2 separate regions of the Capsicum annuum genome follow, and region 1 is linked to region 2. A link is a contact called in public Hi-C data. All regions are on one chromosome and are shown on one strand. The core of a region is the stretch at or near the end of the contact, and the rest is flanking DNA. Distances in the headings are between cores, read along the strand shown.

Region 1 (5,153 bases), core at 1,043-3,542, 130 kb after region 2:
AGCTTTCTACTATGTACATTTTTCAAGTTTCTTGAAATTCAGGCTATTCTTTGATGTGTTGTCAGAACACGTTGGTTGCAATCTGGTCTCCGTTACCATGAACTGGTTGTGTATTAACGATGGATGTTTCCTTTATTGTCAGGGCGACTGGAACGGGGCTGGTGCTCACACAAACTACAGGTAGAGGAATAACCCTTGATTCATTCGACTTCCATCTTTAATTCCACTCGTTCCTATGAGTAAAACTTTGGAATTTTTTTCAGCACCAAGTCCATGAGGGAAGACGGAGGCTATGAAGTCATCAAGAAGGCCATTGAAAAGCTTAGCCTGAAGCACAAAGAGCACATTGCTGCATATGGTGAAGGCAACGAACGTCGTCTCACTGGAAAGCACGAAACAGCCAACATCAACAGCTTCAAATGGGTATATAAACATTCTCTCTTTCTCATCATTTCTCATTTTGGCTGTCTTTTTTATCCGTTCTTGGTATAGAGGTTCAACTAAGGTTATCACGACTTACAAAAAGAATGACACCTTTCTATACGTGGACCACAAAACGCATCCAACATCTTATGTTTGTCTCGTGACAAAAATTCATTTTGACGGTTATCAGGGGGTTGCAAACCGTGGTGCATCAGTCCGTGTTGGAAGGGACACAGAGAAGGCAGGCAAGGGATACTTCGAGGACAGAAGGCCTGCCTCAAACATGGACCCCTACGTTGTTACCTCCATGATCGCGGAGACCACCATCCTCGCGAAGCCTTGAAGATTTTTACTATTACTTGCTGCTCGAAGGATCGCTTGTTTCTGGTTTGCACAATGTGGGATAGGAGGAAACATTGAATTGTCGAACGAACCCTTTCGACTTCATATGTGTTATTTTAGTTATATAGGGTAGTCGTCTCTGTCTTTGCCATTCTTATTGTTATTTGCCAGTTGAAGTTGTGTATTTTCTTACAGCAAGGCCTATGATTTGGCAAATGCTGTTTACAAACAATGTTAATTCTTATTATTAATAACAAAAATATTGAAAGGGTTTGTGGTTCTATTTCTCAGATACTGTTGTTTTGAGACCAGTGATTAAAAACAACTCTAAAAAAACACTTCTAATAGTTTTGTGGTCTTGCAAAACTTTCTTTCTCTAAATGGTGCTGCACCCATATTGGATCCTTCGAAAATAAGCTATTTTTGGACGATCTGACACGCACCCGTCCATATTTTTAAAGAGTCCGAGCAACATAAATTTCTGCCTTTGTAAACACCCCCCACTACCCCAACTCGAAGGCAAAAAGATTTTAAAATCCTTATAATTTACGATCAATTCGTTCAACATTTTCTTTTTTAGAGGACAATTTTTCACATCTAAATTATTTATTAGATATGCTGATACCCAGAGCCATCGAACCGGCCCAACCAGCAAGAGGAGAAAGAAACTGGCCGAGATCATGCACATGGTTCCAAGTTAATGCCTGATAAAAATGATTTCGGTTATAGTTTTTCCGTGCGATGGCCCAGGACGGCGAATCTGAATGTGTATACTTAGTCGTAGAGCATTTTGAGTCTTTCCTTTAAGGATCGTACCTATGCATCTCCTTACTTTTATCTCCTTGCTTTATAGCGATTATAAAAGAAAAAAAGGGTAAGATTTAAACGAGCTACCTAACCTTGATAGTTAAAATCATATATTGCGATATTAATGATGAGAGATATCTTGAGAGATAAGAATTTATGTTCGGTCATATATGCTTAAAGTTTGACAACTACAATGAATCAAACTTTGGACTCGTATGTTTGGGGTATATCGGAAACAACCTTTTTATCTCTACAAGGTAGGGGTATGATCTGATATATTCTACACTCCCCAAACCCCGCTTGTGAAATTACATGGGGATGTTGTTGTTGTTGTGGTCAAAAGAATACCGAATGTATCTCCGCTTTTTGAATTTCACACATGAACTATTAGGCGTGTCAGTTTCCTACGTGAAATAACATCAATTATTCGTCAAAACACACCTCAACTATCAATTGTTCACACCTAAATGATGTGATACTTCATGTATGAAAATAAACAATGAATAGTTGAGGTGTGCTTTGACAAATAGCTGGTGATATTCAGTGGCAGAGCCAACATTTTAATTAAGGGGGTTCAAAATCGAAAAATGTGAACAAAAGAACCAGTCGAAGGGGGTTCAACGTCTGCTATATATATATGAAAAATAATTTTAAGCTTGTATAAATAGTATAATTTTTCGCCGAAGAAAGTTCGTATGAATCCTCTCACTATTAGCTAACTCCGCTCCTGGTGATATTTCAGGTAGAAAAATTGAGTTGCTTTAGATATATTTTCGACCTTAATTTTATTAAAATAATACTACAACTTGAAATTTTTTAATATGATCTAAATTGGCTATCTATGCAAATTGCCTGTGTCGTTAGATACCAGAACACTCATACCCGACCCGCTTCATAAAGGGGCTTAGGGTTTAAGTAAATTCAATTTTGGAAATACTAAACCCAACAATTAATCATTCAATTTCGATTACTTTAATGATGTTTCTCCGACAAGCTTCTGCTAATTTGCTCAAAAGATTCCGGTTTTGCCCTCAATCACTTCAAAGAAGTTCCCCAATTTTGCTATCCAATGCTGGTATATATATATATATATATATATATTTTATGATTTTTTTCATATTAAATTGTGTTTAATTGTCAAGATTTGCATTTGAGCTAATTATGCAATTTTTTTTAAGCTATAGTATTAATACTTGAACTCTAAAAGCTCTCTAGTAGACGAATGAAAACACCTAGTTTGACCTGACACAGAGTTTAAGAAAATAAAAAAGAACTTTTGAACTCGTGGTCCTAAATTAAAGTTATGTCAAATGCATCAAAATATCCGTTAATCTTGTAGTTTAGACTGTCACGTGGAAAGTAGTTTGTTCTTTTTGAAACGGAGCGAGTACATTTTACTAGGAATGGAGGTGTTCAATTGGAACAAAACATAGTTTGGGTGTCTAAGTAGAACATCCGGACAAGTTAAAGGGGCTGAAGTTGCTCGGACGCTCCAAAAATATTGTCGTACCCATGTCGAATCCTTCAAAAATACACTAGTTTTGAAGGATCCGACACGCACCCATCGACATTTTTGAAGAGGCCAAGCAACATAAGGGCTGACTATACCTACTTTCTATTAATAAGAAAAAAGTTGATATTTTTTTTTTCGTCATATTAAATTGTGTTTGATGATCAAGATTTGCATCAGGGCTAATTGTGCAGTTTTTTTTAGCTACAGTATTGAATGCTATAGCTCAAAAGTTTTCAAAGTTTGAGTGTAGTTTGCTATCCAATACTGGTAAGTTTAGAATTTTATGTATTCAGAGTTCATGACAATAAAGGTTCGATTATTTATATTATATTAAATTGTGTTCAATGATCAAGATTTGGGTCTGGGTTAATTTTGCAGCTATTTGAGCTGCATTGTTTAATGATGCTATGTGCTACTTTGTATTTCCATCATTTTGTTCATTAGTTGACATTTTTACTCACTCTCTTCACTTTTGCTTGTCACATTTCGTTTATCGAGAGTCAAACTGTATGAACTTTGTCCAACATTTTAAGATATGTTTTTTCATTGTATTAATATGAGAAAGACTGCAACTTATAGTTTGTTTATATAGTTTTCAAATATCTAAATTTAAAATGTTAAACTAATCTTATTCAATTTAGCTCCAAAAATTAGCCGATTGACCATCGTGAAGCGGAATATGACAAGTAAAAGTGAACAAAGGGAGCATAAAGAACCTACTTTCTTTTCATGAATAATTTTTTTTTTTTTCATATACTCCCTCCGTTTCAATTTGTGTGTCTTTTTTTGACTTGACACGGAGTTTAAGAAAGTAGAAGACTTTTAAATCTTGTGGTCTTAAATTTAACGATATGTGGAATGTACTAAAACGTCATGGCACATAGAAAGTTAAAATTATAAAGTTGCCGAAAAAAGAGAAGAGGCATTCTTTTGGAACAGACTAAAAAAAAAGTATGACAAAAAAATTGGAACAGAGAGAGTAGTAAATTGTGTTAAATGATCAAGGTTTGCGCTCGGCTAAGTATGCAGCTTTTTGAGCTATAGTATCTAACAATGCTATGTGCTATTTCGTATTTCCAGCATTTTGTTCATCAGCCACACTTCTACTTCTTTGGCAGGAAAATGTCGATTTTCCAGTGAGCTTGGTTCTGGAGGGTACTTTTCAGACTCATCTCAATGGATTTTTCTGTTTGGACCAGCTGGTATTCACTACTCTTATGGGGTAATCCATTTGTTTGTTGATGTCGTATGCTTGTATTTTAGCTCATAGCATATTAATATTTTTTGAACATCAATTGTCAGCTATATCCAATACAGAATTCTTTTAGTAAGAACCTCCACCTGTTATCAAACTATGTAGCAGAGGCAATATTTCGGTGTAGTCCTTTAGAGCTTATATGTTTCTTCAATCGAACACGATAAACTGTAAATTTCAACATGCAGGAAAGATCCGTTTTTTATTTGTAATTTTTTTGACTCCCGGAGAAATATATTCTGTCGTAAAATGAAGTTAAAGCGAACATGATGATTTTCTTAAGATAGAGTCATTTATGTTCTGCTATCACGACAATGTATCTGGTTTTGTCTCCACTCTTATAGTACTACTTCTCTTTTATCTTCCTGCTGTGAAGAAAACAGCCGTTGTTCTATTAGATGTTAATTTTCTGTAGAAAAAAATCATCTATGATCTGAGCACAAATTGTACTAAGATCACTCCATGCGCAAATTAAACTAAGGATAGGGGTTATATAGGTTCATGAATCAAGACCTTGATTTTTACTGGAGATGCCATTATTGAAGCCACGTACGATGTAAATTGCCATCAGACCTACTTTGATAAAACATTAACTGTATTGTCCTGTTGCAGCTGTAATCCTTGGAGTAAATGCTAGTCCTGCCTTGGCAGAAGAGCTTTCTACTCCAGCAACTACTGGAATTGATGGAGTTGATGTTGAAATCAGTGGCTTGCGCAAAATTGAGGATGGGTCCATAGTATCTAATATACACACATCCAAATGGAGAGTTTTTACAGACAGTGGAAGGGATTTGTTTTTACAGGCATGCAAGC
Region 2 (5,465 bases), core at 1,282-3,781:
ATGTGATCAGGAGGTTACAGGTTTAAGTCTTGAAAACAGCCTCTGGCAGAAATGCAAGGTACGGTTGCGTACAATATACCTTTGTGGTGGGGCCCTTCCCCGGATATTGTGCATAGCGGGAGCTTTAGTGCACCGGGCTGCCCCTTTTTTTAACTAGGTAAAAATATTTCTTTTTATGTATATATAATTATCACTTACTGATACCCCTTGGCTTCTTCGTGAATTTACTCCTTTATATTTTGACATCCCTTAGTGAAAATTCTGGTTCCTCCACCCCACTTGTGGGATCACTGGGTACGTGTTGCAGGAAGGGAACTGTGTCAATTCTTAACAGAATTAAATATTTGACCTTTTCTCATCCTCAGTATCTTGTTTCTTAAATGAAAGAGATTAACGGCTTAAAAACACTTTTATTTTCATAAATTCACGAAAAAAGTGAACTGGATCAATTCTTAACAAAGTAAAGATTTGACCTTTTTTCATCCTCAGTCTCCGGTTTCTTCTTTTCTGTTTGTTTAACTTGTTGTTCATGATCATCATCAGCTACTACTGCCATTTTCCTCTAGCTACTGCAAAAGAGTAACAATACATTTCAAGAACAGTTTTTTATAATCAAGAACTACAATTAGGATCAAATAATGAAAAAAAGAACACATAATCCCATTTAATAAAAACACGAAAAAAATCAAGAATTTGAAGAATTACCTAAAAGGGTATGTAAAATTGCAGTGTAAGATTGAAAGAGTTTTATCAGAAATGACTAGAAATCAAGTGGGGTATTGCTGTTTTGATATTGTTGGTCACCAACTAATCACTTAGACACTATCAAAATTCCAACTTTTAGCTCTGAATTCTACTCCCTCCGTTTCAATTTGTTTTGCCTACTTTCCTTTTTGAAGAACGACCTTTCCTTTTTTTGTAGCAACTCCATAATTTCAACTTTCTACGTAGCATGTTTAAGACTACAAAATGAAAGGTCATTTCGACAGATTCAAAAGTCTTCTCTACTTTCTTAAATTCCATGCCAAGTCAAAAAAGGCCAACGAAATTGAAGTGGAGATAGTAACAAATTTAGCTGTAACAATACATTCCAAGAACAGATTTTAATAATCAGAACTTCAATAAGGATCAAAGAACGAACAAAAACACATAATCCCACTTAATAAAAACACACAAAAAAAACAAGAATTTGGAGGATTACCTAAAAGGGTAGGTAAAATTGGAGAAACAGATGAAGAAATTGATCAAGAATGACTAGAAATCAAGTGTGGTATTGCTTTTTGATATTCTTGGTCACCAACTAATCACTCAAACACTATCAAAATTCCAACTTTTAGCTCTGAATTCTACTCCCTCCGTTTCAATTTGTTTCGCCTACTTTCCTTTTTGAAGAACAACCTTTCCTTTTTTTTTTTAGCAACTCCATAATTTCAACTTTCTACGCAGCATGTTTAAGACTACAAAATGAAAGGTCATTTCGACAAGATTCAAAAGTTTTCTTTTACTTTCTTATACTTCGTGGAGACAAGCATCCTCAAACTATGGTCAAAGTTGCTACGACACAATCAAACTTCACAGGGATTACTATGACCCTTGAAGTCAATTTTAGCACATTTTTGTCACCTTTTTGTGCAGATATGGCACCTTTATTACACAAAAATGGGACCCACGTCAAAGGTGTCACGTCAGCTAAAAAGGTTGACAAAAATACGTTAAAATTTAGTTCAGGGTAATAGGGACCCCGTGAAATTGGAGTATGTCGTAGCAAATTTGGTCATCGTTCAGGAGGGGACTAGATGCTTTACTCTATTTCGTGCCAAGTTAAAATAGGCCAAAGAAATTGAAACGGAGATAGTATCAAATTCAGCTGTAACAAAACATTCCAAGATCAAATTTTTATAATCAGAACTACAATTAGGATCAAAGAATGAGCAAAAACACATAGCTCCACTTAATAAAAACAAAAAAAAAAATACAACTTTTGGCTCTGAATTTTGACAAAATTTAGTTGTAAGTTGTAACAAAACATTCCAAGAACAAATTTTTATGATAACAATTACAATAGGGATCAAAGAATGAACAAAAACACATAACCCCACTTAATAAAAACAAACAAAAAATCAAGAATTTGAAAGACTACCTAAAAGGGTATGTAAAATTAGAGCAACAGATATTCTTAGTCACTGATAGACTATCAAAATTCCAATAAATAGAATCAAATAATGAAAATTACAAAATAAATTAATCAGAATAGCTCCACTTAATAAAGACCAAAAAAAAAAAAAAGATCAAGAATGTGAAGAATTACCTTAATTTTGGTATGTAAATTGGAGTAAAAGATTGAAAAATATTATCAAAATTTTGCTAGTAGTCAAAGTGGTACTTGTTCTGCTGATGGGTGATGCACTTTAATTTTCTTGTTTACCAACTAATATCACTGAGTATTTATTAAAATTAAAATTCCAAACTTTTGGCTCTGAGTAGTGACAAAAAATGTAGCTGAAAATTTAATGGAAAACTAACATAAACATATACTTATTATATTTACACAAATTTTCTCTTGTTATAAAGTAATTACAAATTCCTTGTCTTGAGCCGGGTCTATCGAAAACAGCCTTTCACGATAGCCTTTCTACTTTCCTGAAGTGTGATATAGATTGCGTACATCTTACCCTCAGACCCCATATGTGGGAATACACGGGATTTATTGTCGTTGTATAAAGTACTTACAAAAATTTCAACCAATTATGTATATTCGTCAGATATATCGGTGAGTTAATTATGTATATTGACAGACCCAAAATTAGAAAAAAAATGTATCAAGAGTCAATTATGTATCTTTACAAAAGAAAAAATATATATAGTATGTATTTCGACAGACTCAAAATTAGAAAAATGTATCAGAAGCTAATTATGTAGAGAAAAAATGTGTCTTCGTTGAATGTATTGGGGAGCTAATTATGTATCTCAACAGACCTAAAATTAAAAAAAAAAATATATCGAGAGCCAATTATGTATCTTTACAAAGGAAAAAATATGTATATTACATATTTCGCCGGACTCAAAATCAGAAAAATATATCGGAAGCTAATTATGTAGAGAGAAGAATGCGTCTCCAACTTCGTTGGATGTATCGGGGAGCTAATTATGTATTTCGACAGACCCAAAATTGAAAAAAGTATATCGTGAGCTAATTATGTATCTTTACAAAGAAAAAACGTATCTTCGTTGGATGTATTATGTATTTTGACCGATTCAAAATCGGCTAAATGTATCGGGGGCTAATTATGAATCTTTATAGAGGAAAAAATATATCTTCATTGGATACATCGAGAGCTAATTATGTATCTTGTCAGACTCAAATTTGAGATATTTTAGAATTCAACTTCAAACTATCGGGATTTATGTTGTTTACATTGTATGTCCTTTAAAATGTACTGATATTTAATTTTTATCTGTCAAATAGATTAGTTTTAGATTCTAACTTTAGCAATTGAACATATATTTAGCAGCGAGGCATGGAACATAAAATTTATGCACCGCAAAAAAAAAAATATGATGCGAAATTATAAATTTATAACTTGTAGGATATTAAGATGCGAAATTATAAATTTGAGCTCCGCAAAAGAAAAAAGTTATTGATGAATTAAAATTAAAGACGAACATAAAATTGGAGGAAACGTGAAAATGATCGTCTAGACTCTCCTATTTTAACTTTAAGATGAGAATAATTCTCGAGCACCAAATACCTTTCTTTTATATTAAAGTAAAATTGTAATGTGTAAAAAATATAGAAAAATATTTTGATTCTACCTTTTTTACGATATTTACTAGGCATTTGATGATAAATTTTAGATATTGTTGCATGTTCTTGCATCCACACTTCGATAATTTTTGTTTTGAGCTGCGGATCTATCAAAAATAATTTCTCTGCTCGATAAAAATAGAAGTAAAATTTGCGTACATTGCAACTTCGAACCCAAGAGTGGAAAGAGCTTCATCCAAAATTGACCCGTGAAGCACGGGTCTTGATCACTTATGATAGTTCGTGATAGTCCCCAATACTTTACCACGCTCTTAAGGAAGAAAGGAGCTGCTTCTTCGACCTTGCAATCCGGTGATGCGGGAATGAAGGTTGCATACTTCGAGAATCTATCAACCACGATCATAATGGAACCGGACAATGGTAGTGCCGTGATGAAGCCCATCGTGACACTATCCCATGATCGCTCCACCATTGGTAGAGGTTCCAAAAGTCCACCGGGCTTGTCCTTTCTAGACCCCACTTAAGAGATTACACTGGGTATGTTGTTGATGTTGCAAGGTACTTGGCAATCACTTTTGCTAATAACATCAAACTAGTCACTTACATCATGACACAAACATGGACTTTGACAAACTTTAGTATTTACAAAATGACCTGTTCGCGCCATTTCGCCCGTTTGACCACCCAAATGGCCCCACTCACCCGAACGGACCACACTGGAACGCTCCCCAACCTCCCTGGCACACGTCGGTTGATTTTCGGCCCACAGAATATCTGAACCCCAGCCCCACCACCCAGAACCTTGCTAAAATTTAGATATTACAAAATGACATCTAGTATAAGTGGAAAGTAAAATGGTAAGCAAAATAAACTACACCAACTTCCATTTTATCCTCTAAATATTTTCATCACACTACTTTAGAGCCGGTTCAAGCCTTGAAAACAACCTCTTGCAGAAATGTCAAGGTAAGACTGCGTATAATACACCCTTGTGGCGAGTTCCTTCCTCAGACCCTGCGCATAGCGGGAGCTTTAGAGCACCGAGCTGCCCTTTTTTCAAACTTTAGAGCCTCTCTAATTGCAATAGCTTACAACTTCATGTCTGTATATAATAGCATAAGTTTCGTTGGAGTGCGCATACATAAGATCACCCAATACATCGCGTATGCAAAAGCCATAAGAACTCTTCCCAGGATTTCCTCGACATGCACCATCCATCCGTGTTGTACTTCAACCAGTTCATTCGAGGAAAAGCTCGAATAAACTGCTCGGATCACGTTGCTGTGTGCTTATCTTGTTTATTAAGAGAGACAAGGATACTTAGGCATAGGTCATCTTGGAAAGTTACAGCTTCAGCTTACTCGTGTTCGATTTATGTAGTTTCTGTTGTTTGTGCCAGATCATCGATGCTGACTAACGATGTACTTGCTTCCTCTAGTATACTTTTTAGGCCTTTTTCTCAACTATAGTAGACTGCAACGTTGATGGACTGGTTCAAGGATAGCTACTTGTGAGATACCTTTCACATGTCCAGAGGGAAGTGCATTGACATGTCGACATTGCAGTTCTAAAATTCTTCAACAAGTGAAAGGTCTATCAGAAATACGTCTCTCTACCATCCAAGCTAGGGGTAAGATCTGCGTACATATTGTTCTCGTTGACTGAAAGGTAAATACACTGCAAAATGCCAGAATAGGAA

The links. Hi-C and Micro-C count contacts between places; a contact is called where the count stands out from the background.
Region 1: a contact with region 2 is called in a Hi-C map of leaf, with 2.6 times the contacts expected there. The contact joins the promoter of LOC107870520 here to the promoter of LOC107870521 in region 2. A contact is called at or near these places in 5 of 5 Hi-C or Micro-C datasets (bud, leaf, pericarp and 1 more).

The regions. Positions count from the first base shown.
Region 1 is chr12:3,495,183-3,500,335 of UCD10Xv1.1, forward strand. It overlaps LOC107870520 (kinesin light chain 3), which reads left to right and starts at 2,293. Exons shown (of 18, transcript XM_016717078.2): 1 at 2,293-2,314; 2 at 4,204-4,307; 3 at 4,953-5,143. The coding sequence starts at 4,262. LOC107870519 (glutamine synthetase) reads left to right here. Exons shown (of 12, transcript XM_016717075.2): 10 at 143-180; 11 at 264-423; 12 at 614-1,048. The coding sequence ends at 766.
Region 2 is chr12:3,363,660-3,369,124 of UCD10Xv1.1, forward strand. It overlaps LOC107870521 (peptidyl-prolyl cis-trans isomerase PASTICCINO1), which reads right to left and starts at 2,532. Exons shown (of 21, transcript XM_016717079.2): 1 at 2,309-2,532; 2 at 474-569. The coding sequence starts at 556. LOC107870523 (putative pentatricopeptide repeat-containing protein At1g09680) reads right to left here. Exons shown (of 2, transcript XM_016717083.2): 2 at 4,375-5,443.